Linked DNA regions of Sus scrofa: region 2 is linked to region 1. Evidence: chromatin contacts called from public HiChIP or PLAC-seq data. All regions are on one chromosome and are shown on one strand. The core of a region is the stretch at or near the end of the contact, and the rest is flanking DNA. Distances in the headings are between cores, read along the strand shown. Region 1 holds the start of NSRP1 (nuclear speckle splicing regulatory protein 1). Region 2 holds the start of GOSR1 (Golgi SNAP receptor complex member 1).

Region 1 (6,084 bases), core at 2,808-5,307:
TGGAATTCACAAGACTGATTTTTTTTATAGCTAAGGAAATTATGCTAAAGTAGTTTTATATTCCCTACTTATTAAGAACTAAGCTGCAGCTCCCTTGTCAGCTGGCTTCTGGCTGGATTCTACCAACAGTAGACAAAGATAGTATATTGGGTAAGAGAAAGGGAAAAGACAAGGTATTTCTCCCTGCCTTTTTCCTACCTAAGGATGAATCTCCCCAGTAGCTCAATTCCTTTTGGAAAAGTCCAATTCCTACCAGGTAACTCTAGCCCCTGGCCTCCAAGACCCAACCCCTACCTGTATCCCTCCATTTATCACTTCTTGCTTTTTACCTGCTAATCTCGGGGTTGCTTCACCACCCTCTTGTGGCTTCTCAAGTCTCTGACCACACATGTAACAAACTCTCTGCATTAAAGCCCCTCTATATAAAAGGAGGGAGGGTGGGAGTGAGAACAAAATGGCCCTAGGCCTTTCTTTTCTTGTGTACCCACTGTCCAGCTAACACTAGCCTCATTTCACAATGGAAAAGAAAGCAATCACATGAGTAAACTTGTTAGATCACTTGTATAAATCCAGCCTTCTCAGATTGGGGTATGTACTGCTTTGTATTACATGGTTTGCCAGGATGATTTACGTGAAACTACAAGATAAGAATGCCAGCAGTTCCCATCGTGGCACAGCGGAAACGAATCCAACTAGAAACCATGAGGCTGCAGGTTTGATCCCTGGCCTCACTGAGTAGGTTAAGGATCCGACTTTGCCGTGAGCTGTGATGTAGGTTGCAGACTCGGCTCTGATCCAGTGTTGCCGTGGCTCTGGTGTAGGACGGCAACAACAGCTGCAATTAGACCCCTAGCCTGGGAACTTCCACATACCTTGGATGTAGCCCTAAAAAGACAAAAGACAAAGAAAAAAAGCTAAGAATGTCATATTTTTCTGTTGTGTCCATAACGAGTGAATTTAAAAACTATTTGTATATTAAAACAAACACAAGGGTGCTGTCAATTAAGTGGGAAAGAGCATTCAACAAATGGTGCTGGGACAACATGCAAATCCATCCACATGCAAAGAATGAAACTGAACCTCTGTCTCATATCATATACAAAAATTAACTAAAAATGGATCAGAACTAATTTTAAGAACTAAAACTACAAAAATTCTTTTTTCTTTTTTTTTTTTTTTTTGCTATTTCTTGGGCCACTCCCGTGGCATATGGAGGTTCCCAGGCTAGGGGTCCAATCGGAGCTGTAGCCACCGGCCTACACCAGAGCCACAGCAACGCTGGATCCGAGCCACGTCTGCAACCTACACCACAGCTCACAGCAACGCCAGATCATTAACCCACTGAGCAAGGGCAGGGACCGAACCCGCAACCTCATGGTTCCTAGTCGGATTTGTTAACCATTGTGCCACGACGGGAACTCCATAACTACAAAATTCTTAAAAGAAAACATATATATATAAATCTTCATGACTTTGGATTATACAATGCAATTTAAGGGAAAAAAAAAAACTGGACTTCCTCAAAACTGAACTTTTGTGCTTCAAAGGACATACCAAGAAAATGAAAAGGCAAACTATAGGAGAAATATATTTGAAAATTATAATAAGCGACTTGTATCTAGAATATATAAAGAAATCTTATAACAAATGACAAACACAAAAAAATAGGTAAATGATATGAAGAGACATTTCTCTAAAGATGATGCATCACTGGCCATCACTGCAAATCAAAACCACAATGAGAAAGTTGTCTTGGGCAGAATGTAAACTATTTGCAAGGGGGTGCGTAAGAACTGTCAAGGGAGTGGGAAATGTTCTACATCTTGACTGGGACATATATATTTCTCCAGTCATCAAACTACACTTAAAATCCATGGTTTCATTATACATAAATTATACCTCAACTTTTACGAAGGTAAGCCATCTGGAGTCTATTTCTTCGTCAGAATGAAAAAAGCAAAGGATCAAAGATGTTCAATTACCAAACTATGGTATTATATAATTAGTAAAAACTGGAAGAGAACCTATTTTTTGTCAGAGCAAAGGAAGTACCATATTAATTGATAGAAAGCTCTTTCAGAAATACAGAAAATGACTAAAGTATTAAAAAAGCACACATTTGGGGGCTTTATAAATTGCTTAATTGTGGGCTTCATAGGAAAACACTGTTTTGGCTACTGAAAAATAAAATGTTCATTATTAGCTGTTCTTATAGTGCTAGCCATGCTAACTTCATAAACTATCATAATTCCAACTGAGGAATTACATTTAGTAGACACTGCATAACCACAAAAGTAGTCTCAAAAGAAACCTCTCTGCTAATAAAAATTCTAGGAAATTGGCAACATCTTAATAGCTCATTTCCAGGGATCTTTACACCAACAATTTTGTTATATCAACATTAGTTATCTGAAAGTACTTTGTATAACTGCTTATAAATAAATTCTTAGCTTCAGAAAAGAAAATCTCTTAATTATTCATGTATCAAAAAAAACAGTGCTTTCTTCTTTAAATATTATTTTTGATAATTGTGTAAATAATATTCTAGATATACTGTATTGACAACTAAAGCAAGCAAAGACATCAAATTCACAAGTTCAATTTTTTAAAAAAATATATATTTCCAACAATGCGGTAGAAAAACATAGGTTCCCTTACCTCATCATCATCATCAGAATCATTCCCAAACACTGAAGGTTTTTGCAAAACAGGGTGCAACTGCTGTGCTTTCTTTGGCAAAATAAGCCCATACCTGCATATATTTTTTTTAAAATAGAAATTACACCATTATGTTTAAACTTTAAAAAATAATACATCCACTATCTCTTTCAGATGTAACTACCAAGTCAAAACATGTTATATAGTCTAGGAACATATAACACTGGTTCTCATTTTCAACCATCTCAGAGTTCTAATATGCGCTAAGATTTTATAATTATTACTCTAAATGATTACTTGTGGTCACCGGCCAAAATCAAAATACCATTTTAACCAAAGAAGTGAATGAAGAGTTCAGAAATGTTTTATATGGTGAAATGATAGTAAGATTTTAAAAAGAACATGTTAGTGGAAAGCTCAGCTGATGTCCACTACAAAGAAAAACACTCTAAAGTATCCTCGTGGTCTAACAAGAGTAAAGAAAAAAAATTATTTTCTCCCCTACTGAGTGCTCACACAATTTTAAAGAAGTTATTGGATAAAGGTTAATGTCACCCATGGAAAAACTTTTGAAGGTTACATTAACTGAGAAACCCAAACAGCCATGGGCAAATTCCCATTACCCTTTATTAAGCCCACTTGCTTTGTCTTGGAGCACCTGAAAGTACCATCCCATCAGATACAACTCATTTAGTTTCTCACGTTGGCCTTTAAGATACAGAAACCACGGGAAGCCGTATCCAAATTGAGGATTGTACATCAAAAGTAAAACTTGCAAGAAGATATAACATTTCTCTTTTGCGGCAATATATGCCCCAATTTCCTATATGCCTACCCTTTTCTGTGGCTTCTCAGCACAACATTCCTAAACCGAGAAGGGAGGGCGGGAATCAGAACTTGAGTTGCCAAGGAGAACAAGGCCCTATAAGAAAGCCAGGAATTGTCTCTTCTCATTACCCCTGAAAGCATCCAACCGGGGAGAAACTCAAGCGCGGGGTAGGAAGCAAGACTGAGGGGCCTCAGACCGAGCTTTTGGAAAATAGAAAAGTCTCGCTCTCTGCCCCTCAGCCTAACTTTCTTTATTTCCTCACAAGTTTCTCCCTCAAACTTCGGGCTTCCATCCTGGAAAATGTGGGGGGGGATGGGAATATATGTTCCTCAGAATTTCTCGCTTTTCCCCGTCTCTATCCCTGACGACACAGCCCCTTCACTTCCAGCGCATTTTTACTCCTCGGCCAAAGTCACAGTCGCCGTGGTGTCTCACTTCCCAGCCTAACCCTAACTCCCGGATCACTCACTGCCTGCCCGGAATCGCCATCTTGCTCCCGTCTCCGCTGAACGTGGCCGACGCCGACGTGACGCTGACGCAGGTAAGAGCGTCGTTACGTGAACTCTCGCGCGGCCTTAGGCGGCCTGGAACCCGCCTACCCGCTGGGTTCGTATTTTCAATTGCTTGGTGCAGCTGGGTGCCAGGTTGTTCGGGCTTGGCTTTCGGCATTGTTTGAAAACCGAGGGACTGCCTCCACACCGGTGGGAAGAAAGGAATGACAAAATTCTAGGCCAGTGATTCCCAGAGTGTGGTCCTGGGGCCAGCAGCATTGGCACCATCCAGGAATTTGTTAGAAATGCAAAATTTCCCACCCTATTTCACACCTACCAAATCAGAAACTCTGGGATGGGGCCCAGCAATCTGAATTTTAAGGAGCCCTCGAGCTAATTCTGACACTCTGGTTTGAAAACCACTGCCCTAGGCTATGGATTTTTTTTTTCCCCTGAGATATTCCGTTTGCGTATATCTGGCTCAGGATAATTTGCAGAAGATCAAAATCCTTATGCTAAGTATCTCATATTCGGACAGAAATGATTAATAACAATACCATGGTACTACTGGGTGGGTATAGGATTAAAGTCTTCTATGATACTTTTAAAAAAATTCTAGGCACGCGTTTCACCTGTGCACCTACTCACTTTTGGCCCATTCCAAACTAGTCATACAGCAAGTGAAAAAGATCTCTTGAATTACCAACAGGAATTACCTGACAGAAGATGTTAAAATCTCCAACTATAATTGTGGATTTGTCTGTTTCTCCTTTTACTTCTGTCAGGTCTTGTTTCGTGTATTTTGAAGTTCTGTTATTAGATGTATAAATATTTAGGCTTGTTATATCCTCTTATATTGACCCCATACTATTAAAAAATGATTCTCTTTATTCTTTTATTTTTATTTATCTTACCTGATATTAATATAACCACTGATTGTTAGCATAGTATATCTTTTCCTATCCTTTTTTATTTTTTTTAATTTTATGGCTGCATCCATGCATATGTAAGTTTGCCTGGCCAGGGATTGAATCCGAGCTGCAGCTGCTACAATGCAATGAAAGTTAAGAGATAAATCCTAAATTCTCATCGTGAGGAAAATTTTTTTTCTTTTGTATCTATATGAAATAATGGATGTTCACTAAATTTATTGTAATAATTTCATGATATATATGTCAATTTATTATGCTCTACACCATAAACTTATACAGCACCGTATGTTAATTATGTCTCAATAAAACTGAAAGAAAAAAAGATCAAATTAAAAAGAATCCATAAGCACACATTCAGTTAGCTGTCAGAGTGATGACATCATCACACATCATGAAGCCTCTGAAAAGCTTTATTGTACTCTGGTGTGAGGATAAGAGTGAAAAAAGCAAATAATGTCCTAGTATTGTTAGAAAGATAGTTTTGACCTGGAAAATCCCAAAAGGGTTTAAAGGACCTACACATTTTAAGATCCACTCTTCTGAATGAATTAATGCTGGGATGTATTACATAGTTTTGCATATAGGAATGTGCTGGATATTTTCTCCCCAAAGTGATTAGGGCAGGACCAGATACAAGCCAAATATGAAATCTGCTTAGGGAACAGTGAAATACATATATATACATATATATTGGTTTCTGCCCCTGGTTCCTTGGGCAGAGCTGCTAAAACCATTGTGAGTTACAAGAGCACTGAGAAAAATTTTTGTTCTGATATTTGATCTTCCACCCTGGTTCCTGATGTATTTTGTTCCAATGAGGTAACTCTGGGTGGTCTTCTGGATAGTCTCAGGGTGGGGGCTCATCACCAGAGAGACCATGCCATGATTAGGAGTTTGGAACTTTCTACCCAACCCCCATCTTCAGGGAAGGAGAGAGAGGTTTTAAACCAAATTAAGGATTGATCATGCCTACATAAAAAAACCCCAAAGCATGGAATTCTGAGGGCTTCCAGGTTGGTGAACTCATCCACATGCGGGGAGAGTGGTGCACCCCAACTTCCTGAGGACAGAAGTGCCATTCCTGACGCCACCTGTGTATCTCTAGTTGTTTATATGTATGTTTTATCATATTCCTTATTATATAATAAATAGGTCAATGTAAAAAGCATGTTTA
Region 2 (5,902 bases), core at 1,180-3,679, 330 kb before region 1:
GGGAGGTTCCCGGGCTAGGGGTCTAATCAGAGCTATAGCTGCCGGCCTATGCTAGAGCCACAACAACACAGGATCCGAGCCACATCTGCAACCTACACCACAGCTCACGGCAATGCTGGATCCTTAACCCACTGAGCAAGGCCAGGGATCGAACCGCAACCTCATGGTTCCTAGTCGGATTCGTTAGTCACTGCGCCACGACGGGAACTCCATGAAATTGTTAATAGTAGAGTGAGTAAGTGAGTGTAAAGAAAAATAATCATTGACAAAGATTTTAAAAATTGTTTTTCAATAAGCTTGCTAAGGAGTTCCTGCTGTGGTGCAGCAGGTGAGGGATCTGGCATTGTCTCTGTGGCAGCATGGGTTTGAAACCCGTCCTGGCATGGTGGGATCTGGTACTGCCACAGCTGTGGTACAGGTCATAGCTGTGGCTCAGATTCGACCCCTGGCCCGGGAACTTCCATACGCTGTTAAGGTGGCCAAAAAAAAAAAAAAAAGAAAAAGAAAAGAAAAAGCTTGCTGAAAGATATTTGGAGAGGCTAAATTTAACAGTAAACAATGTACTCCAACAAAGTCAAATATGACAGAAATAAGAACCTAAGTTTTAAAAGAAGAGAAGCAAACAAGCATGCAGAGGAACTGGTGTAATAATAGTTTGGCATCTAGGTGGCTGAGTGAAGCCAGTCTGTTAACACATATCTAGATGTGTGTACTCTCATTCACGGTGAAGCAGAAGTCAAAATAAAAGGGCTGAAATACTGAAGGCATAGCATAAAGATCTCACCTTTCAGGGATAAGGAATATTAAACACTATTCCAATAATATCATCAGCAACAAGAAGCACGAAGCAGCGCGCAGGAAATACAGTGGAGCACATTCTCCAAGAGATCAAACCTCAGAATCTCAGCTCAGCCTGAAGTTCTGAGGTTCTAAGAACTGGCTCTGAGATTTATTCACAATCTACTTAACCTATGAATCTCTGCTTTTTGCTTTTCAAACCCCTACCTTCAGGGTTTTCCTATGCGTTAGTAATCATGTGCTTAAAGCACCTGGCACAGAGTAGACTGTCAATAAGCTGCTATAATTCCTTTAGCATGACACTTCCAAAAAGTCAGCCCAACGACTTATACTAAAGCTAACCAACAGACACTTCTACATAATTTTAAAGTATTTTCTAGCTAGCACATACACATTTCAAATAAGCCTTTTAATACGTTTTAAACTATAAGCATGCTTCTCTGTAATCAGGAACTGTCTTCTCTAGCAGAAAACGTCAAGTAAAAGCATTCTCAAAGTATGACGAGCAGGTATGGATGAACTCAGAATTAACTATTTTAGATTAAGTGGCCGACAGTGACAATACTGCCATTTGTGGTGGTTTCCAGAGGTTTCAGTGGGTAGCAAGAGGAAACTGGTTAAAATGGAAAAGGATTCAAAAGAGTTCTATTTTGCAGTAAAGCAGAGACAACTGAAAGAAAAAGGTGCGCCTTTTCTGATCTTTGTTCATCATCATGGTCCAGGAACGAGTTTTACATGAACTTACTTTATCGAACCGTAATTTCAGGAATTAAATAAACGTACTGGTCAAATCACGCGATGCTTTTTGATAGAAGAGATACAGCAATAGTGCAATAATTATAATTAAATGCAATAATTACAAGTCACACTGGTTCTCTCAACTTTCTCTTTTTAACAAAACCGATCTCCAGAACGGAGGGTGGTTATTTCCTCTGCCTTCCAATGCGACTCGACACCCAGTCCTCGAAGTCCCAGCCTGAAGCTGCCAAGGAGGAAGACATTCCGCTCACACAGCTTCCTTCGATGGACCGGCCTGACAAGTTCCTCCTTTCTCTTTTCCTACTCAATTATCCAACAGTGACTCTAAGGCGCTGACTCCTCCAGCCTCCTGGGCTCGGGATATTCTCGCTCAACCCTCGTTTCCTCCCAGAGTTCATACTCCAAATCCCTCGTTCGAGTTCTGCTACCCCCTCAACCCAGCTTTCCTCCGGCGACTCAGGCCTTCTTCCTCTCGGTCCCGGCTCAGCTCTCTCCGCCCAACCACTGCTCCAGGTCCGGCTGCCGCTCAGGGCAGCCCCCTCCCCAGACCATACGGTCTCTAGAGCCCCCAGGCCCAGGGGTACCCACTAGACCAGCCCCACCCCTCAGCTCGGGCGCTCCAGAAGCCAGGCTCTTCTCTCTGCAGCGTCCCTCAAGACCTGTCTTCACTCAGTCCCTCTGCGTCTCAGCGAGACTAACCGAGGTCTCCACTCACCTTCCCAGTAATTGCTGGTTCCTGCCGCCATCTTTGTTGTCCAACGTCAGGCGGGATAGGAGAGCGGAGGCGATGCGAGCCAGAGAGTCACCTCCACGCCTTCTTCCGCCTGGCGCCAGGGCCGATGGGATACGTGAGCCTCCAGAGACACCGCCACCTGGCGGTCAATTCATTATTTTACACCTTTCTGAAAACCCATGTTTAGAATTTGACGCTCCCTGACATCTTTCTGGTGTTCACATCCGCTCTCCGCGCCCGAAACTGGCATACTCACCCTCAGCTGGACTAATTCTCTCTTTAGCAGGTACCTTCTAGGCTGAGAAGAACGTTATCCTTAGACGCAACTACCTGTTTTGTTCACCTTCTCTCAAATGTGTACCTTCAGCCAGCCTCTTTTTTTCGGGGCCAAAGGCTCTTTTCTTCCCACGACCAACCTCTTCATCCTACCTCCCCCTGTGCTCCGCTATCCCGCGTTTCTAACTTATGCCCTCTTCTCCACTGGCCGCCTTTTCCTCTGTCTAGGAGTCCCAGCCCTCTTTCCTTTCTAGCCAACAAATATATGAAGCATATTCTAACTGCTTCAACGTTCCTCATCTTGACCCCTCAACCTGCTAAAATCAGCTGTCCAGAGCCACCCTTTATAGACAGATAAATTATCCCAACCTACTTGTGTCCATTTTTCGCTAGTTCTGGTGAAGTGTAGAACCCTTTCCTCCTGCAAAGTTTTTAAAATCACACCTGCGCCTTTATTCACTACCATTTATAGTTGTCTTTAATATTTCCCCTATGTTCCCTGAGAACCACATCATATAATATTATAATCTTTGCTTTGACTGTCAAACATAGATTTTAAAAGAAGGAAAGCCATATTTTGTGTTACTGATACATTTTTTTTTACTCTTCCAATTTTTCTTTCTTCCTCCCTGATGTTCCAAGATTCCTTTTTTATCATTTTCTTTCTGTTTCAAGAACTTCCTTTAGCCATTTGTTAAAAGAGTAGATCAGCTGGAGACAAATTCTATTATTTTTTCTTCATCTGAGATGTCTTGATTTCCCTTTCCTTCCTGAAAAATATTATTGCCGGATATAGAATCTGGGGTTGACAGTTTCTTTTTTTCAGCACTTGAAAAGTGGGCTAATTCCTTCCTGCTTCTACAAGTTCTAATGAGAAATTGAATTGTTTTTCCATTATAGCTAAGAGATCGTTCTCTCTGCTTTAAAAACTTTTTTTTTTTTTTTTTTTTTAGTTTTCAGAAAGTTGATTATGGTGTGTTTTAGCATAGATTTCTTTGGTTTTATACTGTTTGGGATTTTCTCAGCTTCTTGAATCTTAGGTTTATGTCTTTTGACACATTTGGGAAAGATTTTCAGAGATTACTTCTTCTAATACTTTTTCTGCCTCTATCCTGTTATTCTTCTCTTGGGACTCCGATGATGTGAATGTTAAATCTTTTTGTTATAGTCCTACATATCCCTAAGGCACTACTAATTTGTTCAGTCTATTTTCTATTCTTTAGATTGGTAATTTCTACTGTTCTGTCTTCAAGTTCATTGATAGGCGTGTCTTTCCTCTGTCCCCTCCATTCTGCTGTCAAGCCCATTCACTGAGTTTTTAATTATTGTATTTTTCAGATTAAAAATATCCATTTGGTTCCTCATTATCTCTTCTTTTTTTTATTTTATTTTTTTGTCTTTTGTTGTTGTTGTTGTTATCGTTGTTGTTGTTGTTGCTATTTCTTGGGCTGCTCTCGCGGCATATGGAGGTTCCCAGGCTAGGGGTTGAATCGGAGCTGTAGCCACTGGCCTACGCCAGAGCTACAGTAACGCGGATCCGAGCCGTGTCTGCAACCTACACCACAGCTCACAGCAACGCCGGATCATTAACCCACTGAGCAAGGGCAGGGATCAACCCGCAACCTTATGGTTCCTAGTCGGATTCGTCAACCACTGCGCCACGACGGGAACTCCCTCATTATCTCTTCTATTTATTTGCTGAGACTTTGCATTTCTTTCCCAAGACTCTTTTTATCATTTGTTCTAAGATTTTTTTGTAATTGCTCATTGAAATGTTTTTATTATATCCTTGTCAGACAATTCCAATGGGTGTTTCATTTTGATGTTGGTGTTTGTTGTTTCTTTTTGTTCAAGCTGAAAATCTCTGGGTTCTTGGTATAATGAGTGGTTTTAAATTTGTACCCTGGAAGTCCCCTTTGTGGCTCAGTGGTAACGAACCCAACTAGTGTTGGGAGACATGTTTCTACAATCTTTTCTTAGTCTCCCTGTTTCTATTTTCCATGCTGAAAACTCCATCTTGTCCTGCTTTACCTTTACCCTGTATTGCTGCTTGAAAAACAGTCACAGTGCTGGTAAATAACTTAAGCTTAAGAACAAAGACCAAAAGGCATTGAGTTATTCATGTGGTCAGCTGAATGAGGACATAATGCTTTGGTCCGGGCATGCTGGACCTGTGCAAATAGGCATGCCGTTTGTACAGCATATGTCCTGTTAAAATAAGAGGAAGAGGAGCCTCATGGCCCCAGGGCATTTATGAAGGGTCGTTAATGGGATATGCATCAGCAAGGAGAACAAGGTGCAAACCTGGGCACAACGGGTTGTTGGTTGTCACAGGCCATCTGTAGAAGCACAGTGGTGATTCTCTAGATGCTATGCATAGATAGCTTCCTCAAAATGCCTAAAGGTCAGAGTAAAAGCTTAACCAGCTACCAACTACATGACTTTTAAAAAAATTAAAAAAAAACTATATCCTGCACAGTCCTCTACTCATTTGACGTAATCCTAAAAAACACAATAAAAGCAATATAGTTTCTTGAGGTGGTGCTCTTGGTCCCTGAGACCTTGAGTACCCCAGTTCCCACCTTTGATTAAAATAAATGTCTCTGTGTCTTGTTTTATGTTAACCTTTTCTTAAGTTTCACAGCAACCGTTCTTTAGCCCTCACCTTCTGAGCTGCTCTCGGCAAACTGGCATCCATGAGGATGTGGGTTTGATCCCTGACTCTGCTCAGTGGGTTAAGAATCCAGTGTTGGAGTTCCCGTCGTGGCGCAGTGGTTAACGAATCCGACTAGGAACCATGAGGTTGCGGGTTCGATCCCTGGCCTTGCTCAGTGGATTAATGATCCGCGTTGCTGTGAGCTGTGGTGTAGGTTGCAGATGCAGCTCGGATCCAGCGTTGCTGTGGCTCTGGTGTAGGCTGGCAGCTACAGCTCTGATTAGACCCCTAGCCTGGGAACCTCCATATGCCACAGGTGTGACCCAAGAAATGGCAAAAAAGAAAAAAAAAAAAAAAAAAAAAAAGAATCCCGTGTTGCTGTGAGCTAAGGTGTAGGCTGAAGATGCAGCTGGGATCTGGTGTTGCTGTGGCTGTGGTGTAGGCTGGCAGCTCCAGCTCCAATTCAACCCCTAGCCTGGGAACTTCCGTATGCCATGGATGCAGGCCTAAAAAGACAAAATAAAATAAAATAATAAAAAATAAATAAATGTGTACCCTGGATATTTTAGGTATGATAAGACTCTGGATCTTATTTTCAACCTCCATTTAAGCAGAACTCCTCTGACACTATGCTGGGGGGAAAGTTGGAGAACTGCCTGTTACTACCAGGTGGGAGTGAA

Evidence for each region. HiChIP or PLAC-seq counts read pairs in DNA pulled down with a chosen protein or histone mark.
Region 2: an H3K27ac HiChIP or PLAC-seq map of alveolar macrophages shows a contact between it and region 1. The contact joins the promoter of GOSR1 here to the promoter of NSRP1 in region 1. A contact is called at or near these places in 2 of 5 promoter capture datasets (fetal liver and liver), 2 of 47 Hi-C or Micro-C datasets (embryonic fibroblasts and skeletal muscle) and 1 of 2 datasets of contacts at active chromatin or transcription factors (alveolar macrophages).

The regions. Positions count from the first base shown.
Region 1 is chr12:46,209,175-46,215,258 of Sscrofa11.1, reverse strand. NSRP1 (nuclear speckle splicing regulatory protein 1) reads right to left here and starts at 4,057. Exons shown (of 7, transcript XM_003131784.6): 1 at 3,957-4,057; 2 at 2,659-2,752. The coding sequence starts at 3,976. MIR423 (microRNA 423) reads right to left here and starts at 3,734; the gene lies at 3,655-3,734.
Region 2 is chr12:46,537,651-46,543,552 of Sscrofa11.1, reverse strand. GOSR1 (Golgi SNAP receptor complex member 1) reads right to left here and starts at 2,429. Exons shown (of 9, transcript XM_003131787.5): 1 at 2,273-2,429. The coding sequence starts at 2,303.